Regions from separate parts of the Mus musculus genome. Here region 2 is linked to region 1. A link is a contact called in public Micro-C data. All regions are on one chromosome and are shown on one strand. Each heading gives the region's core, a stretch centred on a gene start, on an enhancer-like site or on the middle of the called end of the contact. The rest is flanking DNA. Distances are from core to core; before and after follow the strand shown. Region 1 has its middle 40 kb from the start of Gm31626. Region 2 holds the start of Sp8 (trans-acting transcription factor 8).

Region 1 (7,365 bases), core at 2,250-4,749:
AGTTCCATTTTCCTGCAAATGACAATTTCACTTTTTTATGACAGAATAATATTCCACCATGTGTGTCTGCCACATTTCCTTCTCATTCATCTGCTGATGGACATCTGGGCTCACTTCCTACCACAGTTTCTGTGAATTGTGTAGCAATGAACACAGATATGCAGATTAGTCTGAGGTAGACTAACATAGCTATACTCAGAGGGGAAGATAGCTGGATCATGTGATAGTTCTAGTTTTAGGTTTTCAAGGAACTCTCTCCGACTAGTTTATGTCCCCACTAGCAGAACGAAAGTGTCCTGCCACATCCCCAAAGCACCCTCACCAGCACTTACTGTTTGATTTTTTAACATTATTTTTTAGATTATTTATGTATATGAGTGCTTTGCCTGCATATATGTATGGGTACCCTGTGCATGCCTGGTGCCCACAGAAGTCAGAAGATTGGAACTGGAGTTACAGATGGTTATTAGCCACCACGTGGGTGCTAGGAACTGAACTCAGTCCTCAGCAAGAGCATGTGCTCTTAGCCACTGAGCCATCTGTCCAGCCCTGTCTGATTTTCTTGATGACAGTCATCCTGACAGGTGTGAGACAAAAATCTCCATATAGTCTTGATTTGCATTTTCCTGATAATCAGACATGTTAAACATTTTCCCCGAGAATTTGTAGACATGTGTACTTTTTCCTTTGGCAAACTGGCTGTTTAGTTTATTTGCCAATTTAACAATACTGAAATTCTCAAGATAGGTTTTTCTGGGTAGTTTTTTAAAAATGTTTATTATATTTAGTTGTGTGTGAGCGCGGGCGTGTGTGTGTGTGTGTGTGTGTGTGTGTGTGTGTGAGAGAGAGAGAGAGAGAGAGAGAGAGAGAGAGAGAGAGAGAGAGAGAGATGCCCTTGACCAGGGTGTGTACACCAGAAAACTTGCAGTAACTGGGTTTCTCTTTCCACTACATGAGTCGCAGGGATCAAACTCAGACTCTCAGGTTTAGTAGCAAGCACTCTTACACACTGAGCCATCTCACTGGTCCTAATAATTTGTAAAAAAAAAAATTCTCTAAGAAAAATCATACTACAGGAATTACAATATCCCCCACGAAAGAGTAATATTTTGTTCTCCACGTGTATGTTATAATTATTTAACACTCTTTTGTGACATGGTCAAATATGCCAATCGGTTATTTAGAGAAGTCTCTCAAATCATTTCCTTCATCCAGATGCAGAGTCTGGTATCTGACCACCTTTATTTTCTTTTAGATGGCATCACCCAGCGAATTCACAGTCTTACAGTATCATTAGCCAACTGGGAACTTCTATGTGGTGTCCGCAGGGCTTCTGGGTAGACAGCAAGAACCCTCTCATGAGACCAGAGAGGCTTGACAAAGGAGGATCTTCAGACCGGACATTTTCTCCAAGCAACTGACTTTGTGCTTTTCCTCTGTTCCCTGTTCTTCACGAGTCTCTCTACCCAAGTCACCCAAGGAGCCAGAAACTTGACTGGCGTGGAAGGGGACGCTGCGCTGGCGTTCCTCTCCCATCAAGACAGGGCACATGGGGCCCGTTACAAGATAAATAGCAGTGCGGAAACAATCGGCTTACCCAACAACTGCCTGAGCGCTATAGTCAGTGTCTTTTCTGTAATTATTGCATTTAATACAGCTAGTTACTTGCACAAAAGAGCTTCCGGATCCAGCCGTTTCCACTGGGGGCTGTTTAGGAATGCACAGGCCCATCATTTAGTCCTGATATTGTTGGCTTGTCAGAATTGATCATAGCTCTTGACGGGAACACCTCTAGCTCCTTTTTTTATGGAGTGCCTCGCAGTGACATTTCACATTGTTTAACTAGGAGTGATCTGTTAGTTTATATTTTATCTAAAACTGCAGATCAGATGACCTCCCTCAGGGCCTAAATACATGAATCCTTTTCGCATGTTATAATTAATAGTGGAGCCAGGAGAGAAATTCGTAACTAGGGGCCGAAGAGCTGGGCAGAGCTGCTTGTCAGAGAGAAGGAAATTCCACCCCAGATTAGCTTATTTTTAAGCACGTCAAGCTCTACACACAAACATGATCTATTGCTTCCTTGTAATGTCTGTTTGGGCCCACATGCTCCGGGCAGTGTCAGACACTGCTGTAAATTTTGTCTGAGTCAGGGCAATTCTGATTGATCTCTGAGTGTAAAATCGATAAGAAGACACTGTCATTTTCTTAAAGGATGAGCTAGAAAAGGGAAATAAATTAAGACTCCACAGAGTGTCTATCTCCAGTGCTCATTAATTCAGTGTGGTCTGTACTTTGTTAATGTTCCGGCCTCGGCTTTAATCTTCCAGGTGCTCTTCCTGTGGCTACTTGCCAGTGCCCTTTCTCGCGTTATGTATATTTCATCCCAGCGCAGGAGGGGGACAAATGGCTGCCCTCCTCTCTCCCTTAGTGCCTGATTAATCCATTTTATTATTTTGGAGGGATACATCATCATGGATGCTGATTAACTTTAAAATGGACAGAGTCAATCCCCTGCATCTCTCCATCTCTCCATCTCCCGCTTCTTCATCAGGAGTACATTCATTCGTCTTAGGCAGTTTGGGCAAATAAGAATTCTGAGCATGTTTGCCTTATACAATAAATTCCATTAAGATTAATTTTTGTCTCCCTCTTTATTCTCCTTCCTCCTCTCCTCTCCTTCTCTCCCACTCTCTCTTATTCCTTCTCTTTCTCATCCACTCTCCATCCCCAAGATATATGTTCATTTGACTTGAACAGTTTGGACAAAAATGATCACCACACATTTTGTCTTCTAGAAAAAGTTGATGAGGTGCTCTCTCTCTCTCTCTCTCTCTCTCTCTCTCTCTCTCTCTCTCTCTTTCTCTCTCTCTCTCTCTCTCCCTCTCTCTCTCTCCTCTCTCTCTCCTCCTCATTTGTCTCCCCCTTTTCTTTGCTTTCCCTTTCTAGTCCTTCCTCTCTCCCTTTCTGTTTCTCTTAGGTTTTTGCCTAAGATATTTTAAAAGCTGCTTTTCCAGATGCAGTGCACGCACACTCACACACACATACACACACACACCTACCACACCTACACACACTTTGACAGACACACACACATACACACACACAAACACACACTCACTTGCACATGCACACACTCACATGGGAATTGGAAGCCTGGGGCTGGGATATGGCTTAGAGCTAGAGCAATTGCCCAGCATTCTTGAAGCCTTAAGTTCCATTCCCAGTACTGAAAAAACAACAAACAAACAAACAAAAAAACCCCGAGATTTTGTGGCTCAGAAAACATGTCCTTGACTTTCAAGGTTCACATTTCATTGCTCAGGAAAAGGGAGGAAGGACAGGATGAGAAAACACCGCTCCCTGTTGTCTTTGGTGTTTGCAGGGTACTACAATGCTCTGTGTCCTGTGGCTGCAGGAACAGAACATCTAGTTTTGTTGGTAGCTCTGTCTGATGCTCCTATGAGTGGAGGAGGTAAATAACATGTCCCCCAGTCATTGCTCATTTCTAAAATATTCCAAGCACCTCGCCCATGAGTCACTCTGTAGTCACAGTATGAGCTGTTAACAGAAACCCATTAGTAACAATCAAATTCTAGAAACCTTTTACTTTACTTATGAAAATTTGTCTAAATGCTATAAAATTTCTAGTGTTTTGTCAAAAAAATTCTAGTCTTAAAAGAGGAGGGAGGATTAAAAATATCTAGACCAATTTGCCTCAAACGGCATTAAATTTATATTCATGAAGGGTGCTTACTTACTTTAACAAAGCACACTGTAGGCCAATTAATTATTTCTCAGGGAGAGGTCATTTAGGGGACTCTGTATCTCTGTCTTTCTGACTGAGCATACCAAATGAATAGATTTGCAAATTTAATCTAAAAGCGACACATATTTGGCCTTGAAATTATTTGGTTTATTCCTCTTCTTTTAAACACTGGTCTTTATTCATTATGGGGGCCATAATACAATCAAATACCACTTTGAAATTTACAAGTAATGTGTGATTTTATTCAGAATTAGCTTTAGGAAGAAAACATGCATGAAAGTGCTCTGTTTACTGTTCAACCATCCTCTCACCATCAATATGGAACCATTATAATTCTTCACCAAAGAGATGCCTCAGAAGGCTGGTGGAGAGAGCACGGCCCTTAGAGCTTGCGTGTTTCTATTCCCATTGTGTTTCTCATACCTGACAATGTAAGAAAATGTACTTTTCTTGAAGAATACATAAAAAGATATTTTTAAACAAGACATTTCACAAAATAATTAAATAGTTAGTATGCACGTCCCCATAGAGAACTTTATGAGTGGCAGAGGGATACGTTTGCCTACACATTTATATACCCTCTCCTACCGCATGTTTCTGCTTAGGTGTTAGAAAACAAATGGAATGAACACAGAACTCATGAAGGCCATTTCTTCACCTGTGTATCAGAGATGACACCTGCTTCACAGGGTTCTGCAAGCAAGCAGGATGTACCTGGGTTTTACCTTTACCAATGATGGCTTCCTATTTGTCATATACAGGTTGGGTGACCTGAGACAAATTGTCGATTAAATAAGTTTAGCTTTTTAATCTCTAAAATGAGATTAAAATAATTCTTCTCACATGGAATTGTTGAAAACATGAGTGTTAATGGATCTTGTGGTAGCACATAACATACACCAGCTTTTTGAACACTCCTGTTTGTTACTGTTCTAGTTTTTGATGAAGTCCAGAGTCTACAGAACATCTGGGTTCTATGAAGCTGTTCAGAAGGAGATTAAAAAAATACTGAAATATGGCCATTCACACTTTTTACAACTCTAATTACATTGAATAAATATTGGACCAGAATCCATACATGTCGATTGTGAGAAAACGTTAAGATAGGCTGAGACATCTCCTGGGGGTGGTTTCAAGTCTGGCAAGTCTGCCATTGTAACAAGCACTTGTTATATGACTACAATGATCACATCCACCTTTGTTAGGAAATAAAGTTTTCTGAAATATTGACAAGTGCAGTATGGAAAGTTAACTTGTATTTGCATAGTATTTGATCTCTCTGTGGCCATCAGACACCACCAACAACATGGCTTGGTGCTTTGAAGTAGGACTGGGGCAGTGAGGAAATGAAGACACAGAAGAAATGTCAGACACTCATAAAAGCCAGAGTCAGATGTGCTGAGTGTACTTTGCAAGAACAGAGAACCTCGGCATGTTCATAGGTACAGCATAGAGGAGACAGTGCTAGTCTGGGGAGATCTCTGCAGTAAAGCAGTCTGGGATATCAACATCAGGGAGGAGGAAGCTGCACTTGCCAGTTGTTGAACATGCCTGTCATTTGTAAACACTTGTAATTGAACCAGAGGAGGGTTTTTCCATTCTCACAATTTCAGTCATTGGGTCCTTGACACGGGCAGGCCCTTGTCAAACTTACTCATTCACTCAAGGCTTTTTTGGATCCCCACAATCAGAGAGCCCTAATAGATAAAAAGGCGAAAACTTTGTTAGTCGAGACTGAGATTAACTTTCCTTAACGCCAATGGGCAGGCTGTGGAGAATAATTTTAATACAATGTGAAATGACAATGTGCATTCACTTCCGATGCTCGGTTATTCTTTTAGGAATGTGACAGAGAAAATAACTTTACAAGTGTGAACAGATGTATAAACATGGCTATTCAGGTTGGTCTGCTTCTGGAGAAAATTTTAATTGATTTTTTTTGCAAACAGCTAAAAAAAATGGATCATGATTCTTGACCGCTGTTGAACTTTATCCATAGTTTTACCGTCTTGATCTTGCATTCTCATGGCACCCAGGCTGATCTTGTTGAGATCATTTGGAAGGTTAGTCGATGAGAATGAAAGAGTAGTCGTGTCTTTTGGATGGAGTTTGTGTGGGCATGCTTTGTGGTTTCTGATGTTGTTTGGACTTTCAGGGTGACGGTGGGATTCGGAATGTTTTGGTGATGGGGTGATGGAAAAATTACTCTAGGTCAAAGTGTTGAGAAGATAGTGCTCTGGGCTAAAGGGAACTCCAGGGCTCCCCTTTAAGTTCTAGCTCCACAGTCACCTGCACCATCCCACCATCTCAGCTTTGTCCCTGACAGACAGATCTGGGAGTGCCAGTTGCCTTCAATGCTGTAGGTCCTTGACCCCAGGATGGGTCTCCAGAGCTCTGCACCTTGTTTGGCTGAAGCTTCCTTGATTAATAACTGTTTCCCATGCCCCAGCCTCTAAAACTCACCATGCCACTTCATCCCATACTTGAACTCTGATATCCTACTTAAGCAGCACCCTACAGTGTCTGTCTTTTTGTCACTGTCATCTCCCGGGCTCTCTAATGTTGTCACATTAGAGACTTTCCTTCCTGCATACCTCCACATTCATCACACATACATGCCATCACGGGTGGCTTCCACCTTTTAAATGTTGAGAATCACTGTGGTGGCACAGGAATATAGATGGCTCTTTGAGGAGTGACGTTGCCCGCCCCCCCCCCCCAACACACACACACACCAGGACTGTTTTAATTTGGAGGGCTATAAAGATCCAGGAGTGGAACTTCTAGATCATATGAGAGTTCTAATTTTTAACTTTTAAAGAAGATTTCAAGCTGTTTTTTATGTTGACTTTCCATCTTTGAATTCCCTCAACAGTGTACAAAGGTCTCAGTTTCCCAAGTCCTTGACATGTATTGGTTTTGTGATAGTGAACATCTTAGGGATTGTACTGATCTCTTACTGCAGTGTGCATGTGCCTCACCCTGATCACTAGTGACACTGGTAGATGGTTCTCATTGTTAATTGTCCGTGTATGGTCTAGCTCCTCAAGACCTAACCTCACTGCTAAATGTGTTGCTTTTGAGTAGTGAAAGTTTTTATGAACTCTGGAAAGCAAGTCCTCAACAGCCACATGCTTTCCAAATACCTCTTCCTTTTTGTCCTTTTTATTCCCTTGTTTGTCTTTAATTTGTTTACTTTTGTATTTTGGTGTAGGCTTAGATTTTTCAAAATCTTACTTTCAAAATTTTCTTAAATGCTTCAACCTCCCTTCTAGCCCATTGAGCAGAAGTAGCAGAGAAAGGTTAATAGAAAAAGGGGGTTGTGGGCCTGTTTAGAAGTAGTTCTTTGGGGGTGATTCCATCTTCTTTGTTAGGATAGCAGCAGTTCAATCCAATAGTAAACACTAAACAGGAATCAATAGCAGCAACTTGATCCAGCAGAAACTACAAGGCTCCTCTGAATTTGCATGAGTCAGCAGAAGTGGCAAGACTTGGTCAGAATGCTACATTCTTTGCTGTGTTTCCCTCTATGACATGAAGACCAGAGAATACCAGTGAAGCATTGCAGGATGTAACAATGCAAGAGCATACACTCA
Region 2 (7,365 bases), core at 1,435-3,934, 150 kb before region 1:
GGTACACAAGCCCGACGGGATTCAGGTGGGAGGCATCGCGACAGTCACTCCAGGCCGTTGCGGTGGCCCGGCTCTGGAGGCTGCAACAGCTCAGGGGAGTGGCAAGGAGGGCTTCCCGCCGCGCTGTGCTCGCTGTCGGTGTCGCTGCCTTTCTTGCCGCCGCCGGAGCCCGCCGAGCCGCCGCCACCACTGTGTGTCTTCACGTGCTTGCTCAGGTGGTCGCTGCGCATGAAGCGTTTGTTGCACACCGGGCAGGCGAAGCGCTTCTCGCCCGTGTGGGTCCGCAGGTGCCGCTGCAGCTCGTCGGAGCGCGTAAAGCGCTTACCGCAGAACAGCCAATTGCACACGAACGGCCGCTCGCCGGTGTGCCAACGCAGGTGCGCCTTCAGGTGCGACGTCTTGCCGTACACCTTGCCGCAGCCCGGGATGTGGCAGCTATGCAGCCCTTTGCGACGCAGGCTCGCTCCCGCTGGGCCCAGCCGCTCAGCCTCCTGGCAGTTGGGGCAGTCGCAAGTGGCGCGGCCGGAGTAGCGGCGAGCGGACGAGCGTGGGGACCCCCCTAACTGCGCCGCGGGCCCCGCGCTCAGCATGGAGCTGCCCGCGCCGGCCAGCGGCGACGGGGCGGAATCGGGGTAAGAGCCGGGCAATACCGGCTTGAAACCGTCCATGAGGTGCTGTCCTGCAGGGCTGAGCAGGTGCGACGAGGCACCGCTACTGAATGCGGAGTGGCTCAGGCCGGAATAATCCGAGTTGTAGCCTCCCAGCGGTGAATGCAGCGACGTCTGAAGGCCCCCGGCCGCCGGGTGCAGCGAGCCGGGCAGCGCTGCCGCCCCATTGGGGTTCTGCACGTCGATCCAGCCCGCGCCCACATCCCACCAGCTGGAGGCGCCCGCGGAGCCCACGTCGGCCGCGGCGCCAAGGCCCGGGTGCGAAGGCTTGAACCAGGACTCATACGGGTGCGCCATTCCCACGCGCGGGTAGATACCCTGCAGTCCGTCCACCGACGTGTGCACCTTGGAGATAAACACTGGCTGATGGGAGCTATCCTGCGAGTGCGCTCCGGAACCGCCGCCGCCTCCCCCGCCGCCGCCGCCGCTGCCCCCCGAGACGCCCGGAGCCTGGAACACAGAGTAGTCGTTGGCAAAGGGCGAGCTGGAAGCGGCAGCCGCCGCAGCTGCTGCCGCTGCGGCGGCGCTGCTGGAGGTGAGAGAGAAGGCGCTGGAGCCGGGCGAGCCTCCGCAGCTAAAAGAGTCGGACACCAGGGCTGCGGCCGCCGCTGCTGCCGCCGCTGCCGCCGCTGCGGCTGAGGAGGAGCCGCCGTTCCGGGAGGCCCCCGACACACCGAAGCTAGAGAGACTGGAACCCACTACGTTGCAGCTGCCGGAGGAGGAAGACGAGGAGCGTTTCCAAGGGTGGAAGCCTTTACCGAAGGAAGAAGAGCTGTCCGACAGGGAGGAGGGAGACGGGCTGGGGCTGCCGATCTTATTACAGGTAGCAGCAAGCATGGCCAGAGGAGTGGATCCCAACCTCGGTTCTTCCTGAGACCGGAGCAGAGAAGAAGGGTGGGGGAGGGGTAGTGGGCAAAGGGCCGGTGGGGGAGGGAGGAAAGAAATGTGTATTAGTCCCCTGGTAGCCTCCAGACGCCCCACTGCTCCCCATCTCTAGCTGCTGCACACTGCCACCAACTTACCCTGCACCCCCAGCTGCCCCGGCGCCCGGCTGCCTCCTACTCTACAGGAGGGGACAAGTTTGGCGGCGAGCGTCTGATTCTGGAGCAAAGCGCCACGCTAAAGAAGAGTTTAACAAGAATTCTCAACTAAGACGGCACTCTTGTGTTCACAAAGCCCTAGACGCTTTCGATCAAACGAACAGAAAGTCCAAATCCAGACTAGGGAGGGAGAAGTTTCCTTTTTACCTTACAACCTGGGGAAATTTCTGGATTGCGTTTAAGATCACTACACTGCAATCCCAAGAGAGCTTTGAAAACTCTTTTCAGATCCCCCTCAACCCATCCTTAGTTGCTTCTCCCCGGCTCTTCCATTACTCGCTCTTCCATTTTTTTCTTCTCTCTCTCTCTCTCTCTCTCTCTCTCTCTCTCTCTCTCTCTCTCTCCACCCCCTTCATCTCTCTCTCTCAATATATATCTCTCTATAATGGTAGAAATAAGACGAGCTCAACGTACCTGCAATACAAACCGGGCTGAGGAAAAATATTAAGGGGAAGGGGGAGAATCTGCAGTATGCCCAGGAGGGAAAAACTTACTCGCGTTCCCCTTCGAAATCGTCGAGTGTATTAGGGGCTATGCTCAGTTCTCCCGAGCAGGGAGCGGCCAGGCTCTGCGAGGTGGCGGGTCTCAATGCCCTACGAACCTTTCCTGTGCTGAAAAAAAAAAAAGTGGCTCTGCCTCCTCCCCCCCCCCTTTCTTTTTTCTAAACTCACTTGTATTTAGGGGGGTGGTGGTGGCTCTCAATAGAGAGACTGATAGCCCGTGGCCTGGCCGGGGCGACTTTAACCCCCTCCGATAGGCAATAAAAGGAAACTAATTAAACCAGCAAGAGAAGATCCTGAGACTCACCCCTAGAAGTGAAGTTGCCATCACACAGAAGCGCCCTCCTCCTCTCAGAGGATCTTTTTTATATTGATAAATCAGAGGCAGTGTTTTTTTTAGAGGTGTGCAATACAATGATCAGTTCCGCCCATTCCGCCACAATTGTAGCTCCCTCTCCGGCTTTGAAGTGCCGCGGAGGCGCGGCCAGCCAATCTGTGGCCTCGCCGGGCCGCGCGGCGCGCGCGCCGTGAGGTCATCGGCGCCGGCGGGAGTGTGGGGGTGCGAGTGTCGCAGAGTGTGCGTGTGCGCGCGCGTGAAAAATGATCGCGAGTGTGACCCACCTCGGAGAGAGCAGTGTAGAAAGCGGAGGGGTAACTGGGCAGGGTCGCAAAAACCGTGACCTAGCAAGGGCAGAGAGTGGTCGTACAACCACCGAGAGCGGGCCGAGTAACTACGTGTGTGACAAAAGGGGTCAGGGACAGAGCTGGAAAGTGTGTAAGGTAACTGAGTCCTTCTACCGTAGGGAGTCAGGAGCGACAGTACGTTCAATCCCGGGTGTGGAGAGGCGTGCACCCGTTTGGTGTAGGTGGAGAGTGGGTGCGCGCGATCGAGAGGGAAGACCGACGTGTGCGTGCGCGCGAGCACCAAAGCTAGGGGTAGGGAACCGAAACAATACAATAAAGTGTACGTGCCTAAGAGATTGGCGGTCTGGATAGAGAAACTGCGAAGTTGAGTGAGGCCAGTAAATAAACGCCCCAAGTCCTATCTTCAAGTTACTAACTTCCTCTGCCCTTTGAACATAAAAAAAGGAGTGACCCCCCCCCCCCAGCTTCCTGGACTCTTTCAGTATAGTTTTGAAGAAAATCTTGATACTTACCTTCCATTTCCTGATGTTTCGGTCAAATAGAAAGATTGGAAAGGGGGTAGTGATATGGTGCAAGTGTGCGCCTGCGCCTTTGAGTCCTTACTTAGATCTGGCCGCCCTTACCCTCTACCAGAGGTGGGATTCAAGCTTTGGAAGTGCACGTCCTGGAGGAGGTGTGTTTGCCCCTTGGCATGCAGTAAAATTACAAAAGGATTAGATGGAAAGAGGAGTAAGAGGGGGTGTGTTTTTCTCCCATTGGATGAGAAATTGAGGAGCATTTTACCCAGTTTATAAGTTTTCTCAGGTAACCCCACTGTGCCTTTCTGACAGAAAAATCAGAATGACTGAAATCTGTTGGTACTATTTATGTAAGAATGGAGGTGAGCTTTTCGGGCTGCATTTATAGGAGCATCTATGGTTTGAGCAAGCCATCTACCAGTGCGTTCGAGTCATCATGCGCATTTACTTCAAATTCTCTGCGTTTTAGTCACTTACTTGCTATTTTTATTATTAGTTGCCTTCAGAAATGTCATTACAATTCTGTGGTCACCACAACAGAAATTCTTAAGCCACAAAAAGGCCAGTACCAGTATGAAAGGAGAAAATCTAGTCCTTGGAGTCTTGTTGAATATTCATGCATTTTAAAACCACAATAATTCCTATTTTACCCTGTTAGGAAGACTCTCAGAAGTCTAATACTAAAGGGGAATTGATTAAAATGTGAGTAGATGACAGAACTGATGTGTTTTGACTTGGGAGACTTTTTTTTTTTAATTGGTTGTTCTCAAGTGTATTGCAGGTTCTGAAGATGTCAAAAATTAATTCTCCTGGGTTATGCAGAAGTCCAAAGTAGGGCTTCATCCTTTGCATAAATTTCACCTGCACAGTTAGACCTAATGTTTGTTGTGCAGGGATTTGCACTTCTGAGCCTTTTTTTTTTCATGTGCAGGGGTATTGACTGTACATCATATCTATTGATTAAGGGAGTAAGGGACATCCACATACTTAGAAGTAACTGTGAAGTAAATTAATGAACTGCTTTCTTTCTCTGAAAGCTAACGCTTACCATAAATGTCCTGTTTCTCTCTGCAAGCCCCTCTGAATGATTTTAGCGTGTTGAGAAGGCGTGACAGGACAGCCCAGAAGGAGGAAGGGGTGGGGGAAGGAGGGAACTCCGTTTAACAAATAAAAGAGAATTAACTTCATTGCTTTGGTCTCCTTCCATAATGATATTCATTTTAAGAACCTAATATACAGTTGTTCAAATTTGGGGTTTAACGTTAATCAATACCATCACCCTCAAAGGTGGAGGGAAGTGCTTTGAAGGAAGACTCCTTCTTATGAATAGTTATTGTATCTTTTTATCCTCCTATCTTCTGGAAGAAAAGGAGGCAGGGTTATTAAAAAGTTAAATGCTGAGCATGAGAGTAAACAGAGGCGTTAACCAGTTTCCTCAAAAATTCGGGAATTAGAAAAACTCAGCATCATGTGACTGCAGTTCTGAGCTACTCCATTTTAGGCTAATGCTAACATCTTTCATTTGTAGAAGTGCATTTAGAATCACATGCCATTCTTCCTATGACAATGAGTCACAATGTTGGTGTGAATTTAGTGAAGATGCTAGATTCTTCCATTTGCATGAGGTTTGCTTTCAGCACTGAGGGTTTGTAAAGGTTTGTATATATAGCTTACACTAGAAAATATTTATCAGTGTGTCACTGATGTATGGTATACATACACATTTAAATTTACACATTCAAGTTACTCCCATTATGAAAGTGGGAGATTGCTGAAAGACTTCTTTCTCCTTTGCTTGATTTCCTGTCTTCCCTTCCTCCATGAAAGGGATAGTGTGTGTATAATGAGGTTATCAAACAGCAGAGTTAAAACACTCATAGTCTGGCTTCTACTTTAAATGAAACTACTCTCAATGACACCCCCAACACCAACACACACACACACACACACACACACACACACTTTGAGAAGTAACTCAAGCACACTTGAATCCTGTCCTATGAAAGAGAAGATGACAGATACAGCTGGTCTGGTTAAGCCATTGAAGGCAGAGTTCAGTTCACCTGTTTTGATATTAAGCATTGTTGTGCAGTATTGTACTTAATAATTGAGATGGTTAGAGAAAAGGAGGAAGAAATACAGGAAGTTCAGCTTCCCAAACATCAGTTAAAAGTTTCCCCTACACAACAAGAACTTTAACATGCTGCAAAAAACATGCTTAGACAGTGTGCTGTTTTCTTGCAAACCTGTGGGATCCACTATCAATAAAGCTAAAATCTATTAGCATTCTGTATGCATCTGCAGCATAAATTTCATTTGAATTTCAAATTTAATAAACCAGGAGGTTTTTAATCATCCCTGGTTTTATTTGTTTGATATTAACATGCTTATTGACCGGGTCTGGTGACCAGTTTGATCATTACAGGACAGCAAAAAGTTAATTAAAACGACCACAGCCCCTTAATCATATCATCTGTCTCATCCATGTCGCTCTCTTTATTACCGGTGATGATGGATAGTCTCCCAGATTAATTTCTCTGTTTCTTCGATTTGGACAACAGCTTTTGGGACCTAATTTACATCCTGGGAACTACTTGCCGAAGTATAGCTAACACCTTGCAGCTACAATGTATATATCACCTTCTCTTTAGCTGCAGCAGAGAAAGGGAGTGTATGTTGTTGTTCTTGTTTTAGGTGGTGGTGTTTTTATTTTTTAGAAGAGAGAGAGAGAGAGAGAGAGAGAGAGAGAGAGAGAGAGAGAGAGAGAGAGAGAGTGTGTGTGTGTGCAGGCAGTTTTGGTGCTGGGAAACTCTCACAACCAGAGAAATGAGGTTATAAAAGGAAAACAGAGGTCTGGATGTCTGCTTTCTCCTTCCAGAGAGCGGGGAGTGAGATATGCTGCTTCTGCCTCTTGATTAATAGATTAAAATGTGTAGATTCCAAGACAAGTAAATAAAGCCATTTGTAACCACTAAACACAAATGGGAATTTTATCATTGAAAACATCAAAGTTTCTTTCTTACTGCAAATACAGTTTCGAATGCAAGTGTGGTCTGACATATACACGGGTTAACGGATAAAAAAGGGGAAGGAAGAAAGCTACGGGGAAAGCCTGGTGGGAGAAGACAGGGAAGCGGAGCGCGTCGTACCTCCGCAGGCTACGGATAAGCCAGCTGCTGGCTTCTGGGTTGCCCAAGGCTTGGCTGCAACTCCCCAGCTTTGCTAAGCGACCGGGGCTGTCCTCCGCGACTGAGCGCGCTGCCAGCGGCGTGCGACCCTGGCAGGAAAGGTGGGAAGGGGGTGCTTCACTCTCTCCTCAGTGTGGGCACCTGGTGCGGAAGCGCGCAGGCTACTAAATAAAGCAAGTGGGGCCGAGCGCCTCCAGCGCCCGGGGGAGAAGAGGGCTGAGCCAGGTGGGGGTTGGTGGGGGCTGTTGGGAATTCTGTGGTCAAAGTTTCTCTCCTGTTGAAAAGAAAGCCTGGCCAGGAGTGGACCTGTGGATTCCTGAGGGCCCCTCCACGGCCCATCCCTGCTCTCGGGTGGTTCTACTTAAGAACTTGCCTGACATTTCCTGGGAAGGGATGTAATAAAAGCCCCTCGCTGGTGGCAGATTGTTGAGCCGTAGGTGGGAAGGGATCAGTCGGCTAGAGCTGAGAGAGGGCTGTATTTTCCTGATTGGAAAATGGGAACTTCCACGCTGAACAATAGCCCCTATTAGCAAGGTTATTCGGTTTCAACTGTCCGGCCACATTTACAGCCGGGTCCTTACTTTCCTGGCATTGCTTAATTGGATGTATTTGTTGGCCACAGCGAGGCCGCCATGACTCTTGAGCTACTTGCCGGGGACTCTTGGGGATGCAAAGCATTATTTCTCGAATAAAATGGAAACGAGTATTTCCTTTTCTCTTTACCTCTTTCTGAGTCGACTCAATAT

What was found. Hi-C and Micro-C count contacts between places; a contact is called where the count stands out from the background.
Region 2: a contact with region 1 is called in a Micro-C map of embryonic fibroblasts, with 5 times the contacts expected there. The contact joins the promoter of Sp8 here to the enhancer-like site in region 1. A contact is called at or near these places in 5 of 39 promoter capture datasets (the 3T3-L1 cell line, embryonic stem cells, liver and 2 more), 9 of 484 Hi-C or Micro-C datasets (the C2C12 cell line, adipose-derived mesenchymal stem cells, cortical neurons and 4 more), 3 of 115 datasets of contacts at active chromatin or transcription factors (embryonic stem cells and stem cell-derived neural progenitor cells) and 2 of 9 other capture datasets (embryonic stem cells and embryonic tail).

What each region holds. Positions count from the first base shown.
Region 1 is chr12:118,698,180-118,705,544 of GRCm38.p6, reverse strand. No RefSeq gene overlaps it. Among named protein-coding and RNA genes, the nearest start is that of Gm31626, 40 kb to the right of the region's middle. Within about 2 kb of position 3,499, at least 28 of the 459 cell types and tissues checked have an H3K27ac peak or open chromatin away from gene starts, as enhancers often do. A contact at or near this core is called in the C2C12 cell line, adipose-derived mesenchymal stem cells, embryonic fibroblasts and 2 more, where this site is marked.
Region 2 is chr12:118,842,552-118,849,916 of GRCm38.p6, reverse strand. Sp8 (trans-acting transcription factor 8) reads right to left here and starts at 2,684. Exons shown (of 2, transcript NM_001379379.1): 1 at 2,576-2,684; 2 at 1-1,538. The coding sequence starts at 2,596. The coding sequence ends at 45.